3 separate regions of the Mus musculus genome follow, and all the other regions are linked to region 1. A link is a contact called in public Hi-C and HiChIP or PLAC-seq data. All regions are on one chromosome and are shown on one strand. The core of a region is the stretch at or near the end of the contact, and the rest is flanking DNA. Distances in the headings are between cores, read along the strand shown. Region 1 holds the start of Rac3 (Rac family small GTPase 3). Region 2 overlaps Ccdc57 (coiled-coil domain containing 57). Region 3 overlaps Ccdc57 (coiled-coil domain containing 57).

Region 1 (4,734 bases), core at 1,265-3,764:
GATACCCTACATCCTGAGTAGGGATTCCATGGGGTGAGTGCCAGGGGAACTGGTGTCGGCTAGCCCTGACTCCCTCACTCGGACAGGTGGATCATATGACTCGTCACCTGGAGGAGAGTGAGAGGGCCATGCAGGAGAGGGTTCAGAGACTAGAGGCCCTGCGGCTGTCTCTGGAGGAGGTGAGGCCACTCAGACCCTGGGTGCAGTGCAGCATGGTATTCATGGCCTTAGTACCCTAGGACATCCCATAGTCTCAGCCTTGCTAGGTCTCAATGTGAGGATCCACCCATGAGTGTCCCTAAAAGGTCAGGGACTAAAAGTGACATTCGGGCCTGAGCAAGGAATGTCTGTGTGGTTCTGAGGAGACTTGTGGAGAAGTTTCCCCAGCCTGGCTGCTCGGTAGCCTGGAAGGAGCCCTGGGTCAGTGTGTGTGTGTGTGTGTGTGTGTGTGTGTGTGTGTGTGTGTGTAGGGGGTCTGGAGGATGGGCTAGTGACAGCCATCTGCCATGCAGGAGCTGAGCCGCATGAAGGCTGCAGTGCTCAGCGAGCGTGGCCAAGCTGAGGAGGAGCTCATCAAAGCCAGGAACCAGGCCCGCTTGGAGGAGGTGAGCATGGGCCACAGGTAGGCAGGGCCGACCATAGTACGAGGGCCAGACTGGGGCTGTGGGCCTCAGGCCTGGAATTCGGAGAGATTCCAGGAGCCATTGGGGCTGTGGTGCTTCCAATACTTCACAGTCAAGAGGAAGGCTAGAAATGAGTTAGTAGAGCTGACATAGAGTCGACTCAAGGGCCAGGAGTTCAGTGGGAGACGCTTCTGGATGCAGGATGAGTTTATTACTAGTAATTGTATGGCACCATGCAGCCCTGTCCTCGATCCCTGCAGAGAGGTGGCCAGTCCACTGGCAGACCATATCTGTCCCTCCAGTCTTGAGCTCAGACTGGGAGTCCTTCATGTGTAGCAACAATTCCCACACCCACAGCAACACCGCCTTGCTCATCTGGAGGAAAAGATCCGGCTGTTGGCACAGGCAAGGGACGAGGCTCAGGGCACCTGCGTGCAGCAGAAGCAGATGGTAGCCGAGTCCCAGGCACGGGTCAGCCAGCTGAACCTGCAGATGGAGGGGCAGCAGCGGCGTCTGGAGGAGCTGCAACAGGTAGCCTGGCATCAAGGGGCACAGACACCAGGAGTTTGCATCCAGGCCATGATCTCACCCTCCCCAACCCCATCCCAGGAGCTGATCAACAAAGACCAAGAAAAAGTGGCCGAAGTGGCCAGGGTCAGAGTAGAGCTGCAGGAACAGATGGGCCGTATGCAGGCTGACCTGGTGGCCCAGGAGGCGCTGAGAGAGAAGGTGGCAGCCCTGGAGCGTCAAATGAAAGGTTAGCACATGTCACCTGGGCAGCTGAGTTTGGCGGGGGTAAAAGTGGGGGAATTTCCTTTCTAAAGACCCAGCCCCCCCCCCCCCCCTTTTTGAGACAGGGTTTCTCTGTGTAGCCCTGGCTGCCCTATAACTCACTCTGTAGACCAGGCTGGCCTTCGAACTCAGATCTGCCTGCCTCTGCCTTCCAAGAGCTATTATTATTAAAGGTGTGCCGCACCACCTCATGGCTGCAGGAAGGCAAGACACCTACTACCCCCTCCTTATTGAGTCTCTCTCTTGCAGTGATCGGGAGTGAACACCGGGAGGCGCTGTTGGACAGAGAGAGTGAGAACGCATCTCTCCGAGAGAAGCTGCGGCTCAAAGAGGCAGAAATCTCCCGTATCCGGGACGAAGAGGCCCAGAGGGCAAGCTTCCTGCAAAACGCTGTCTTGGCTTACGTGCAGGGGTCCCCTCTGAGAGCCTTGAGTCCCCCTAAATGAAGGGAAGCGGGAGAACCGAAGCGCCCAGCGAGGGTAGAAATGCTGCATCCCATTCTCAAGGGCAGGCCCGGGGTCCAAAAAGCATCAGCTGCAGTTGCAGGGCAGGGTTCTGTCAACATCGGTGCTCAGCGGCACACCTGCCGGTCCAAGGGACTTCATCCACAGTTCACCGTTAGCATAGGCGCGATGAAGCATACAGGATCGCGCTCAGACAACCCGGTCCCAGAACCACAAACAGGACAGGACAGCGGTGGGAGGAAGCAGACTCCCCAATGGCAGGGTGGAAATACAGAACTTTTGTACTTGGTGATAAATTCTCGTCCAGTTCCTTTCTGCACCAGTTGCCCCAACCGCGAAAATGACTACTGGGTCACTCTGATTGCTCTCAGGCAACTAGGAAGGCCACCTCTGTAGTGGGTCGTAGACACGAGGGTTTCTCGGCTGCAGGGTGGGCTGGTGTCCCTGTTAAGCATCAGTCTCGGCCGCCCCGGCGCATCCATTTCTGTGGCGTCGCCAACCTGAGCTACACCGTGGCACGTCCTTGTTCCTGGGTGCGGACCCTCAGCCTGAGCCTTCGGGGTCCAAGGACTGGCTGGGGCTCCGCCCCCGCCGCAGCTCGCCCCTTGCCCCGCCCCGCCTGCGCGCACTCGGCTGTCTTCGCACCCGACACTCGGCGGTGCTCGGCTGTCTCCGGCCGCTCGCTCGGCGTTCGGGTCCGCGGCCGCTGCGGCGCCGGGCATTTCTCCGCAGCTCGGCTCGCGGCCGCGCCCGCCGCCGCCCGGCCCCGCGCCCATGCAGGCCATCAAGTGCGTGGTGGTTGGCGATGGGTGAGTGCGCTGTCCCGAGCCGCAGGGGCGGAGGGGCTGGTAGGCGGCTACGGGGTGCGGCTCGGCGGGGCGGGGCAGACAGACGCGCGGGGTCCAGGCGAGGCAGCTCTGCCGCGCCCCCACCACAGCTCGGCCGCGTGCGTCCAGGGACTGATGGGGTGGGGTCAAGCTGAAGCTATCCACTTCTTCCAGCCCGGGCACACCTGATGCTGCCCGGCCTCTGCCCGGTGCTCTCAGTGGGTGGGGCGGGGGCCTCACCTGTGCTGATTCCTGGGTGGCTCCACCCTCGCGCCAGCCACCCAAGGTGCTGGAGCTCTGACGCCCCTGTGCGTTGCGGCGTGCCCTATCCAGGGTTGTGAGCCCTTGCAGCCGCGCCCACTACTGTGCTCCCTCGTAGGCTAGCCTGCTCTGGTCGTTTTCTATTAGTCCCAGGTGGCCGCAGATTTACCGAGCTACGACCTATCCACCCCACCCCAGTCACCCAAAGTAACCTCTAGCTCTGTAGGAGCGTGCTGTCCTTGCCGGGGGTGGGGGAAGAAGGGGCGGAGGCTCGGTCCTTGATCCACGTGGGCTGAACCTCTTTCTACAGTGCCGTGGGGAAGACGTGCCTGCTGATCAGCTACACGACCAACGCCTTCCCAGGAGAATATATCCCCACAGTGTGAGTGCATGGGGATCGGGAGGTAGCCGGGGCTGGCCACTAGAGGCCAGGCACACGTGCATGGGACCTCCCAAGGTTCCAGGGCTGGTTCAAGTGACCCTGGTTCTGGGTTTCCGTGGTGAGGTGGGGTGCTGGCCAGAGTTTGGGTTCTGTCTGGGCACCAGTAGCCTGGCATCCCTGCCCAGCCTAGCCTTTCTACTTCGCAGTTTCGACAACTACTCAGCCAACGTGATGGTGGATGGGAAGCCAGTTAACCTGGGGCTGTGGGACACTGCTGGCCAGGAAGACTACGATAGGCTTCGGCCACTCTCCTATCCTCAAACAGTAGGCGGCAAGAGGGCCGACTCTGGGAGTGGGGTGGTTCCCAAAATGGAGTGGGGAGCTAGCCTTGGAACTAGCCTCGAACTCTGGGTGTAGGGTGGTTCCTGAATGGAATGGGGAGCTAGCCTTGTCTACCTGCAAGGACATCCTTTGGTCACTTCTGTCTGTCCCTCCCTCTGAAGGATGTCTTTCTGATCTGCTTCTCCCTGGTGAGCCCAGCCTCCTTTGAGAATGTCCGTGCCAAGGTAGGTGGGTCTAGGCAGAAGGCACACCCCTCTGCCAGGGATCTTTTCTGCTGAGGGAGGCACTGAAAACATCAGGGTATCGGGGAGGACAGCTCACCTCTGGCCATGGGCCCTGACAGGAGCTGTGGGCAGTCTCAAGCCTCCCTGGGTGGGTATCTTTGTTTACTGCCAAACCCTACAGACTCCTAGTCACTCTGTAAAGCGGGAAGAGCCAAGTGTGTCAGAGAAAAATGTTCAGGAGCTGAGGCCTTCTTTGGGCAGATTGGAGGCCCCGCCCCCAGGCCTGTAGGGTCAGAACCTCCGTTCCCACAGTGGTACCCAGAGGTGCGGCACCACTGCCCACACACACCCATCCTTCTGGTGGGCACCAAGCTGGACCTCCGTGATGACAAGGATACGATTGAACGGCTGCGGGACAAGAAGCTGGCACCCATAACCTACCCCCAAGGCCTGGCCATGGCCCGAGAGATTGGTGAGAAAGCATGGACCTAAGGTTGGGACTATTCCTTTCTTATGCCCCTCCCCACCCCACCCTCCCCACCCCTGCCATCCACAGCTACCCCTCTGCTGTGCCCTTCCTCACAGTCTACCCTCCCCACAATGCTACTAGGTTCCGTCAAGTACCTGGAGTGCTCAGCTCTGACCCAGAGAGGTCTGAAGACAGTGTTCGACGAGGCCATCCGGGCTGTGCTCTGCCCACCTCCAGTGAAAAAGCCAGGCAAGAAGTGCACTGTATTCTAGAGCCTTGCCTGGCCAGCCTGGCTGCAGAGCGCTGGCTCAAGTAGGCGCTCGTGTTGAGCTGTGTGATGTCCCTGAGTC
Region 2 (4,734 bases), core at 991-3,490, 170 kb after region 1:
ACAGGGTCACTCGGTAGTTGGCTTCTCAGACACAGACAAGGGTCACCGGGTCAGGAAGGAGGAAGAGTGTCAGGGGAGCTCTGGGGGGGGGGGTGACAGTTCAGTCACATGCCTATATTTACTGCACCAAAGGCTTTATGAAATCTTTTAATTTTTAAAAAAGATTGACTGACTGACTGATTTGTTTATTTTTATTATTATTATTTTGAGACAGGGTTTCTCTGTATAGCCCTGGCTGTCCTGGAACTCACTTTGTAGACCAGGCTGGCCTCAAACTCAGAAATCCACCTGCCTCTGCCTCCCAAGTGCTGGGATTAAAGGTGTGTGCTACCACTGCCCGGCCAAGATTTATTTATTTTAATTTTTTGTGCATTGGTTTTTTGCCTAGATATATGTCTATGTGAGGTTGTTGGATCCTCTGGAACTGAAGTTACAGACAGCTATGAGCTGCCATGTAGGTTCTGGTAATTGAACCTAGATCCTCTGGAAGAACAGTCAATGCTCTTAACCACTGGGCCAACTCTCCAGCCCTGACTTTATGACTTCTATGAAGTTTTAGAACAGTAAGACAATTCACTGGGTAGAACACAGCTGAAAACAGGAACTACAGTTGCAACAGAAAGCATCCAAACAGGTCAGGTGAGCAGAGCCCCTAGGCCTGGGACAGCATGAGGTGCAGGGAAAACTGACACTCAGAGCAAAAAGGAAAGAAAAAGCAGCTCTGCATGCCCAGAGATGTTCCAGTACCCATCAGTGCAAACTGAGGCTCAGTTACCAGCCTCTCTGGTCATAAGCCAAGGAAGACCCAGCACAGGAGATCCGAGCCAATCTTCTGAGGAAGAGACACACATGTGTCCAACACCACATTTAAAAAAAGATTATTTTTATGTTATATGTATGAGTGTTTTGACTGCAAATATGTATATGCACCACATGTATGCACTATCCACAGAGGCCAGAAGATGGCGCTGAATACCAGGAATTGCATGACAGATGGATGTGAGCAGCCGTGCGGCGCTGGGGACTGAACCCAGGTCCTCTGCAAGAGTGGCAGGAGCAAGAAGTGCTCTGAATTGCTGAGCAACCTCTCCAGCTTCCTAGCCACACCATTTTAACCATGCTTGTGAACAATCTAACAACCTGGCAAGAAAATGACTCAGCACATTAAAGCATGTTACATGACATGCATTCAGATTTTGTTTCTAAGGGATCTCTATGGGGTAGAAATATTTATGGTAGAATTAAAGGAAAAGACAAACTTCCTAGTAAAATGCTCAGCAGAGGCTCAGCCCTCAGACACTGCCCTGCCCCCTGCACTTCTGTCCCCTCATCCCATGACATGTTCAGCCCATTCAGCCCGTTCCATTCACGTCTGTCTGCCTACTTCCCAGGCATGTGGGTTTCAGGAAGTACCGTTAGGGAGCACCCCTTCCCTCCACTGACAAGTGCAGCCCTTCCGAGGCTGAGCTACGTTGGGTCTGTTCTAGGCCTGCATTATCTCAAAGATCCTCTCACTACAGCGCTAACATCCCATCCATCCATCCCACCCTTCTAAAATTACATTCTCTATGTGTGTGTGTGTGTGTGTGTGTGTGTGTGTGTGTGTGTGTGTGTGTATACATGCCACAGCCTGCACATGGAAGTCAGAAGACAGCTTTGGAGAGTTGGTCCTCTCCTTCCACAATGGGTCCTGGGGATCAAGCTCGGGTCTTCAGGTTTAGCAGTAAGCATCCTCACCCACTGAGGCACCTCACTAGCCCAACTAGAGCTTCTTAAGTTGCTGTAAATTGTTTTTTCACTCCTAGAACGAAGTTCTCATGTCTCTTACCCTGAGCCCCAGCTTGCCAGTGCTCGTTTTTAGCCAGACTGGCTGAATGTGCAGCCTGTGGCTGTAACCTTCTAGCCCAGCCTGAGCTCACCCCAGCTCTTACCCCGGACGGGAAGGGCCATCTCGGTTCTCTGCACCACCCAGCCTCCCCGCTATTATGATGACTGGCTGATTCCCCCTCTCTGGCAATGAACAGCACAGTAGCCAGGCCAGGAAACCTGGCGAGAACCTCTGTGAAGCACGGAAAAGCCTGGTCACCCCATGCTGCCTCACATCTGTGACACCAAGCTGGCTAAGAGCCTCTTCTGGCCTCAAGCCGGCTACATCTTCTCCCTCTTAGGATCCCCGAGGTGACAACTGAAACATAAGAGCTACCCTTCTGATCTGCCCTAGATTATGAGTAATGTTCCCACATCACATGTGCCAGATGGGAGCCTGTAAAACGGATGTCACACACAGCCAATCACTGTGTGCTGAGGAAGCCTGTGGTAAATTTGGTGTCAGTCTTTGGTGCAGCACAAGCTCCTGGCTATCCAGAGATAGTCCCTAGGTGCTCCTAGTGGGGCCTGAAGGAGGCTCCCAGGCAATAACATGAAGGCAGCATTTCCTTTGCTGACTTCCACGGCTCCCCAGTAGGGCAGGCTAGGCAACCCTCACCATTCAGTTCAAAGTTTTCTATAATGCTGACAGCGAGGAGCTGGTGAGGGCTTCTCCCTCCTGAGCCCTGGCCCATCACTCTATTCCAAAGCTGTACCTAGGCTTTCGTCTGCAGGCAGATTCTGGGAACTGTACTGGCTGCTTTGGTTGTTGGGACACAGCCAGATATTGTGTCCAAGATCAAGGGTACACTTGAGGAGGTGGGTGGGGTATGGGCTGTTCCTGACTATAGAGCACACTTCTGAAGTTTATTGTTTACTTAACAAAAACCGGGCAACTGATAGGCCTTGCTGACCTGCTTAGCTGGTACTTGGAGACAAATGTATTCTTTTGATTGCCAGCCTAGGGAAAAGTACAAGAAAGCTTCCAGTAAGGGGCCATTGATGAGAATAAGTGCTTTTTCTTCTCTCATCTGTCTACAGTTTTTCCTGTGCTCAGTTTGAGAAGCGCTTCATATATGACTTCACAAAAGCCTACGGGATGGGGTGAGAGGTCCGTGCGTCCCAAAGGCCATCTACCCCTCATCAGCCTCTGATTCTTGTGGCAGAAATGTGAGCAGAGCTGCTCGGGTGTCCTCAGTGCTCCAGCCTTGGGGCAGCTCACCTCATGGGCCCCAGGAGGGTCAGGAGGATCTTCAACCAACTGTTCTGCCATGGGCCAAGTTTGGGAACTGCAGTGTGTGAGAACTCAGAGGGGAGATGTGTTTTGTTGGCAATCTGCTGCTCAGACTTGGTATCCCACAGCATGGCTAAAGGCAAGCAGCCACTGCTAGCTGCCAGCACCAGGGCCATCCTGGGCAGTCACTTCCAGTATGAACACTATCGCCTTGTGCCTTCTGCCTACTCATTGTGATCTGGGAACTTGGCCTTTAATGGAAGGACAGCTTTGTAGGAGAAAGACAAGTCTGAGGCAGGCATCCCTCAGGAAGGGCCCGAAAGAACATCAGTATCGTTACTCCAGAGAACTGGAGAGTGACCTTTTCATAAAGGGGCAGGTGTTTGATACTGGAAAAAAAAAAGACCATGTGATGGAAAGTTTTATGTCAGCATGATACAAACTAAAGTCACCCGAGAGGAGGGAACCTCAGTTGAGAAAATGCCTCCATGGGATCAGGCTGTAGACAGACCTGTAGGTCATTCTCTTCATTATCGATCAATGGGAGAAGGCACAGCCCATTGTGGGTGGTCCTGGGTTCTATAAGAAAGTAGAATGAGCAAGCCAGTAAGCAGCACCCCTTCATGGTCTCTGCATCATTTCCAGGTTCCTGCTCTGCCTGACTTCCTTCAGTGGTGACCAGTGGCATGGAAGAGTAAGCCAAATAAACCCTTTCCTCCCCAACTTGCTTTGGTCACAGCCACAGGAACCCTGAGTAGGACACACCATTAAAGAAGGTCCTAAGAAGGGGTCGCACTAGTGAAGCCTTATCTTCAAATGGACACCGATTAGGAGAGCCCAACGAGAGCCTGCTGAGAGCTAGCCCCAGCTAAGCTTTATCCGTTTTTTGTTGTTGTTGTTGTTTTGGTTTTTCAAGACAGGGTTTCTCTGTGTAGCCCTGGTTGTACTGGAACTCACTCTGTAGACCAGGCTGGCCTCCAACTCAGAAATCTGCCTGCCTTTGCTGGGATTAAAGGCGTGTGCCACCACTGCCCGGTCTCTGTAGGAGTTTCTTACAGCTTCTTCGGGAACATCCGGCCATAAGCTAGGTTCAAACAGCACTATATTCTCTCCTGCTCTGCAGGCCCAAAGCCTGACATCACACTGTGAGGAAAGCTGTGCTGCATCTGAAGGCTGCAGCGGATCTGTTCCAGGGCTTGTCAGAATCTGGTGTTCCTGGGCTTGTAAATTTGTCACTCTAGTATCTCTGCCTTGCCACCAACATGGCCATCCTGTGCATTTATGTGTCCTTCCCTCTAAGGACAGTAGAAGCAGGGTCAAGGATCAGGGGTCAGGGCCACTCTGCCTCCAGCGTGGCTCATCTTAACTCACTACACCCTCAGCAATACAATCTCAGTGAGTCATATTCTGAAGTCTTGGGGTCAAGACTTTAACCTGAGTTTTGTGGGGAATGCAACTCAGTCCACAGGCACCCTGTAACCAGTGTCTGGCTATCGTCACCATGGAACTACTAGGCTCCACTTTGTGGAGGGAAAACCACCTTCTCCATCTCATGTTGCTCAGTAGTTGCCATGTATGAAGTCATGTGTCTTTGGAGAGAATTTTCACTTTTTTTTTTTTTTTGAGACAGGGTT
Region 3 (4,734 bases), core at 1,653-4,152, 130 kb after region 1:
CTTATTAATGGGTTTTCAAGACAGGGTTTCTCAGAGTCTCTGGTTGCCCTGGAACTCACTCTGTAAATGAGGCTGGCCCTCACACTGCTTCTGTCTCCCTAAGTGTGGGGATCAAAAGCGTGCGCCACCCTGCCTAGCCACAGTCAGTACTCTAAGCTGCTGAGCCATCTCTCCTCCAGCCCATCATGCCCTCCTTTGGTGTTGACAGTGAGGCTGTAGCTGAAGTCCACAGGCAGCCCAGTGACCAGATGGGGGCCATAGCCAGGTGAAGCTTCAGGAGTGTGAGCTTCCCTGAGTTTGAAAACCTCTGGGATTGGCCCATATCTGTTTTGCCTCAAATAAGTGCTAATGTACAAGAGTGAACATTTTTAAGCTTAATTTAACTAATTTTTAAAAGTTTTTTAAAGGGGGGGTGGAGAGATGGCTCAGCAATTTATAGCACTGACTGCTCCTCTAGAGATCCTGAGTTCAATTCTCAGCAACCACATGGCAGCTCACAACCATCTGTAATGGGATCCGATGCCCTCTTCTGGTGTGTCTGAAGACAGCTACCATGTGCTCATATACATTAAATAAATAAAATCCGCCTGTCTCTGCCTCCCAAGTGTTGGGATTAAAGGCGTGTGCCACTACGCCCGGCTAATAATAAATCTTTTTAAAAGGAGGTTTAAACTTTTACTTATTTTCTTTTATGCATATAGGTATCTTTCCTTCGAGACAGTAAGTGTGCCAGTGTACATATGCCTGCTGAGTGAAAGGGTGCTGGGCCCTAGGACTGGAGTTCCATATAGTTGTGAGCAGTATGTGAGTGCTGGGCTCAAACCTGCACCCTTGGCAAGAGCAACATGTGCTAACATCGGCTGAGCCATCTCTCCGGCCCCCCACTTTTTTGTTGTTTTATGAGTGTGTGGCACATGCTGTCACAGCATGTATATGAAGGTCAGACGTTAACTTGTGGTGTTCTTTCCTCGATGTTTCCCAGGGACCAAATTTTACTTGTCAGATTTGGCAGCACACTCCTTTATCCACTAAGCCATCTTGCCAGCCCTTTATCTTATTTTATTTATTTATTTTGGTTTTTTGAAACAGGGTTTCTCTAGAACTTACTCTGTAGAGCAGGATGATCTGCTCTGGGACCCTCCTGCCTCTGCCTCCCGAGTGCTTGGATTACAGTACTCAAACTGGGAGAAATCTGTAACTTTAATTTCTTTTCTTTTCTTTCTTTTTTTTTTTTTTTCCGAGACAGGGTTTCTCTGTATAGCTCTGGCTGTCCTGGAACTCACTTTGTAGACTTGAACTCTCAGAAATCCACCTGCCTCTGCCTCCCAAGTGCTCGGATTAAAGGCGTGTGCCACCACGCCCGGCTTTAAAACACGATTTTTAATGATGGTTTTAAAATGTTTTAACCTCCCTTTAGCCCACCATCCACCAGAGGTAGTGGAAAAGAAAGGATACAGGGAAAGTGGACCTGTTTAGAAATGATTCTCTGGATTAAGTCCTGTCTGTGTTGTCTGGAAATTGGCAGTTCACTTTATAGGTTAGCAGAGGCAGCTCCATCCATTGAGAAACACCAGTTACAAACAGAAATATCAGGGTAGTAGCAGCAGTGTCACGGCCTAATAGGAACAGACAGGCATCAGCCTTAGCTCAAGTCAGCAGGAGGGACCTGGAGGAATACCAGGAGGAGTTCTCAGGGTTAGGCTGTGACTCTCTCAGGGAAGCGAAGACCAACGAAGACATGAGACCCACAGGCAGTACACAGCTAGTTCTATAAGCAAGCCAAGCTCAGCCTTGGTCATTGTCCGTTGAGTCCTATTTATACTGTCTAAACATGTGTCTTCTACAGGTCTTGTCTCAGCATGTGGGTCTGTCACAGCTGACATCACTCTGTCAATCACCCCAAGTCCACTCAAGGGACAAGAAACTGTGGCACACCACCAGAAGTTTTTTTGTTTTTGTTTTTTGCTGTATTTCTTTCTATTGAGTCCCGATAAATACAGCTCAACTACACAATATAAGACAGACCAATACATGTGTGTCCTTAATAAAAAAAATCTTTCACCACACGTCCTTTCATGTGCTTGCTTTAACAAAACACCTTTTTATCTATGCCTGCTTCAGCCAAACATTCCTTAGTCTTTCACCTGTGTCCACTTCAGCTAAACGTTCCTTCATGTGTGTCCCAACAAAACACCATCCAATTGACAAGTTTCTGCTTCAGAAATCTACCTGTGTCCCGAGTGCTGGGATTACAGCACCTTCATCTTTTGATACATGGTTACTCTATTGTGTCTGGCCTTGAACCATAGACAGCTCTACCCACCCTGCATCCCTAGTGCTGAGATTGAAGGCATGCACCATCATAGCGGGCTGTTTCCTAATGTTAAGGTCTCTCACAGAATCTGGAACATGCTGTCTCAGCTAAACTTGCCAGCATCCCCCAAATCCACCATGACAGGTGCATGTTGCCACACTCGGCCTATGTGGGTGCTGGGATCTGAACTCCAGTCCTTAGCCTTGAGCTGCAAGCACTTTTACCCACAAAGGTATGTCCTCCAGTCCTTACAAGAATTGTTTTGTAGCCAGGGAGTGGCAGTGCATGCCTTTGATCCCAGCACTAGGAAGGCAGAGGTAAGTGGATTTGAGTTCCAGGCCAGCCTGGTCTACAGAGTGAGTTCCAGGACAGATAGTCAGGGTTACACAGGGAAACCCTGTTTCAATCAACAAACAGTTTGGTTTTTGTTCTCAAAGTGAACATTTTGAAGAAAAAAAAAATCATTTTCTAGCTTCCCTAGAAACAGAAGCTCATTAGATCTACAGAGCCAGGGAGGAGCCAGAGTAGGTGTGTCCAGGCCTAGCCCATTAGCCACTTCCTGCCTGTCCTCCCACCCCTCCCCTGTACGAGTGTTCTCCTGGTGAGGCCTGAGGTAAAGGGCTGGCCATTCAAGCTGAGTCTAGGACAGGGAGGCTCTACTGTCAGGCCATCAGACAAGGGTGAGCTGTTCTTTTTCCTTTTTCCTCTGGATCTCCAGATTAGAGAAGCCTGGTAGTACACAGTGTGGTCACTGTTACAGTCAGAATCTCCACAGCGGGTGGGCTATGTAAGCAGGACTTAAGAAATGACCCAGGCTGGTCTGTAATTCATGATGCTCCTCTTTTCTCTGCCTACCACGAGCTGGAATTAGAGTCTTGTGCCATAAGGATGCACTAAAAACAGCCCACAACACTAAAAAACCAACCAAACAAAAAACCTAACTCAAACATTGCACTGTACTGTGTAGCCTTCAGTTTGGTGCAAGAAGTTGACAAAAGTTTGGAGCCTAGTACTGAGCAGGGAGGGGCTGGGCTAGTTCCAACCAGTAGCCACATTCCTTAGGAGTTTCCACGCCCATGACCCTTTGTCCCATGGACAACTTTAGCCCTCCTCCTAAACCCTTTTTTCACCCAGCTGGCCATGATCTGGCCTGGTTTCTACTTGAAAATGGGATCACTGTACCTGGGACTTCATCTTGTATACTTCAAACCAAGAGCTGACCTAGCACTGAAGGGTACCTTCCAGATACTGGCTGCTCAGGACAGTCCCACCTAGAACCCCATCCCTGATCCCTGTGGGCATGGACCTTCTGCCCTGCCTCTGGTCTCCCAGGACCTGTCCCTTTCCTAGTACTCCTTTATCCTCCCCAGTGAGCCTGTTACCCTAAGTCCTCAGTTTCAATTGTCCTCTGTGAAAAGGTCACAAGTTCACATTAAAGCCAACCAGGAACTGTCTACAGCTTCAAAACTGCAGGTTAATGGGCTAGGTGTGGTGGCACACACTTTTTAATCTCAGCACTCTGCAGGCAGAGGCAGGGGGATTTTAGTCAATTCCAGCCTAGACTACACAAAGCGTGGTTCCAGGAAGGTCGGTGCTATTCAGTCACACCCTGCCACACAAAAACAAACATCAACAAAGCAGCCAGGTGAACAACAGCAACAAAACTAGTGACTGAGAATTAAGGTGCTGAGGCAGGAGGATCAAAAGCTCAAAGTCATTTTAAGCTACATAGAGTTTGAAACGAGACAGAGCTACAGGAAACCCTGTTTCAAAAAGCAAAGCAAAGCAAAACAAAACAAAAACCCCATCCTCCTCCCAAAAAAACCAACCTGTAAATTAAGACCAACAATGAAGTATCATTGTCATTTATCAGACTGGGGAAAGGTCTGGGCACTGGAGCAGAGAGCTGCTTGCCGGCAGGCAGCTGCTGGCACAGGGCCGGATTTTTTTTAGAACAGTTTGGTAACACTTCAAACTACCTACACCTTTGACCCAGCTATTTCCCTTCTAGATAATTGTCCAACCATGGCTCCCACAAGGATAGGGACACACATTGCAGCACCACATCTAATATGGACGATGACACACATGAGACCCTGAGACAAGATGAGCATGGTCACGCTGTGGATGACCCCAAAGATCTACCAGCCCACACATACTCTGAAAAGATCTTCAGATACAATAAAAAAGCAAGCTGCTTAGGGCTATTGGAAGGAAAGGGGCAAAAGTGTGTTTAAAGGCACGGTGCACCTGCCCCTGGCAGCTGGGTAGGTGGAAGGCAACTAACCAGGCAGTGGGCGGACTGGAGTCAGCTGTGGGGAGGTTGGTGTTCCAGCTGCCGCCTGCACAGGTTGTTTCCATCTGAGGGAGGCCAGAGGCAACCAGGCTGCCACGGGAGCCCCTTTCTTCCAGGGAGGCGG

The links. Hi-C and Micro-C count contacts between places; a contact is called where the count stands out from the background. HiChIP or PLAC-seq counts read pairs in DNA pulled down with a chosen protein or histone mark.
Region 2: a contact with region 1 is called in a Hi-C map of cerebellum, with 2.0 times the contacts expected there. The contact joins the enhancer-like site here to the promoter of Rac3 in region 1. A contact is called at or near these places in 13 of 39 promoter capture datasets (the 3T3-L1 cell line, 3T3-L1-derived adipocytes, the C10 cell line and 9 more), 9 of 484 Hi-C or Micro-C datasets (the C10 cell line, the C2C12 cell line, the G1E-ER4 cell line and 6 more), 2 of 115 datasets of contacts at active chromatin or transcription factors (embryonic stem cells and pancreatic cancer cells) and 4 of 9 other capture datasets (adipose tissue, embryonic stem cells, liver and 1 more).
Region 3: an H3K27ac HiChIP or PLAC-seq map of embryonic stem cells shows a contact between it and region 1, with 8 read pairs. The contact joins the enhancer-like site here to the promoter of Rac3 in region 1. A contact is called at or near these places in 3 of 39 promoter capture datasets (hippocampal neurons, liver and macrophages), 1 of 484 Hi-C or Micro-C datasets (embryonic stem cells), 4 of 115 datasets of contacts at active chromatin or transcription factors (embryonic stem cells, large pre-B cells and pancreatic cancer cells) and 3 of 9 other capture datasets (adipose tissue, liver and pancreatic islet).

What each region holds. Positions count from the first base shown.
Region 1 is chr11:120,718,954-120,723,687 of GRCm38.p6, forward strand. Rac3 (Rac family small GTPase 3) reads left to right here and starts at 2,515. Exons shown (of 6, transcript NM_133223.4): 1 at 2,515-2,688; 2 at 3,278-3,349; 3 at 3,556-3,673; 4 at 3,853-3,915; 5 at 4,228-4,387; 6 at 4,526-4,734. The coding sequence starts at 2,654. The coding sequence ends at 4,656. Lrrc45 (leucine rich repeat containing 45) reads left to right here. Exons shown (of 18, transcript NM_153545.2): 14 at 87-179; 15 at 513-605; 16 at 981-1,154; 17 at 1,233-1,380; 18 at 1,665-2,175. The coding sequence ends at 1,861.
Region 2 is chr11:120,886,726-120,891,459 of GRCm38.p6, forward strand. The region is part of intron 10 of Ccdc57 (coiled-coil domain containing 57); the gene reads right to left. Among named protein-coding and RNA genes, the nearest start is that of A430102A20Rik, 44 kb to the right of the region's middle. Within about 2 kb of position 2,241, at least 38 of the 459 cell types and tissues checked have an H3K27ac peak or open chromatin away from gene starts, as enhancers often do. A contact at or near this core is called in cerebellum and cerebral cortex, where this site is marked.
Region 3 is chr11:120,847,954-120,852,687 of GRCm38.p6, forward strand. The region is part of intron 18 of Ccdc57 (coiled-coil domain containing 57); the gene reads right to left. Among named protein-coding and RNA genes, the nearest start is that of Fasn, 26 kb to the left of the region's middle. Within about 2 kb of position 2,903, at least 126 of the 459 cell types and tissues checked have an H3K27ac peak or open chromatin away from gene starts, as enhancers often do. A contact at or near this core is called in adipose tissue, embryonic stem cells, liver and 1 more, where this site is marked.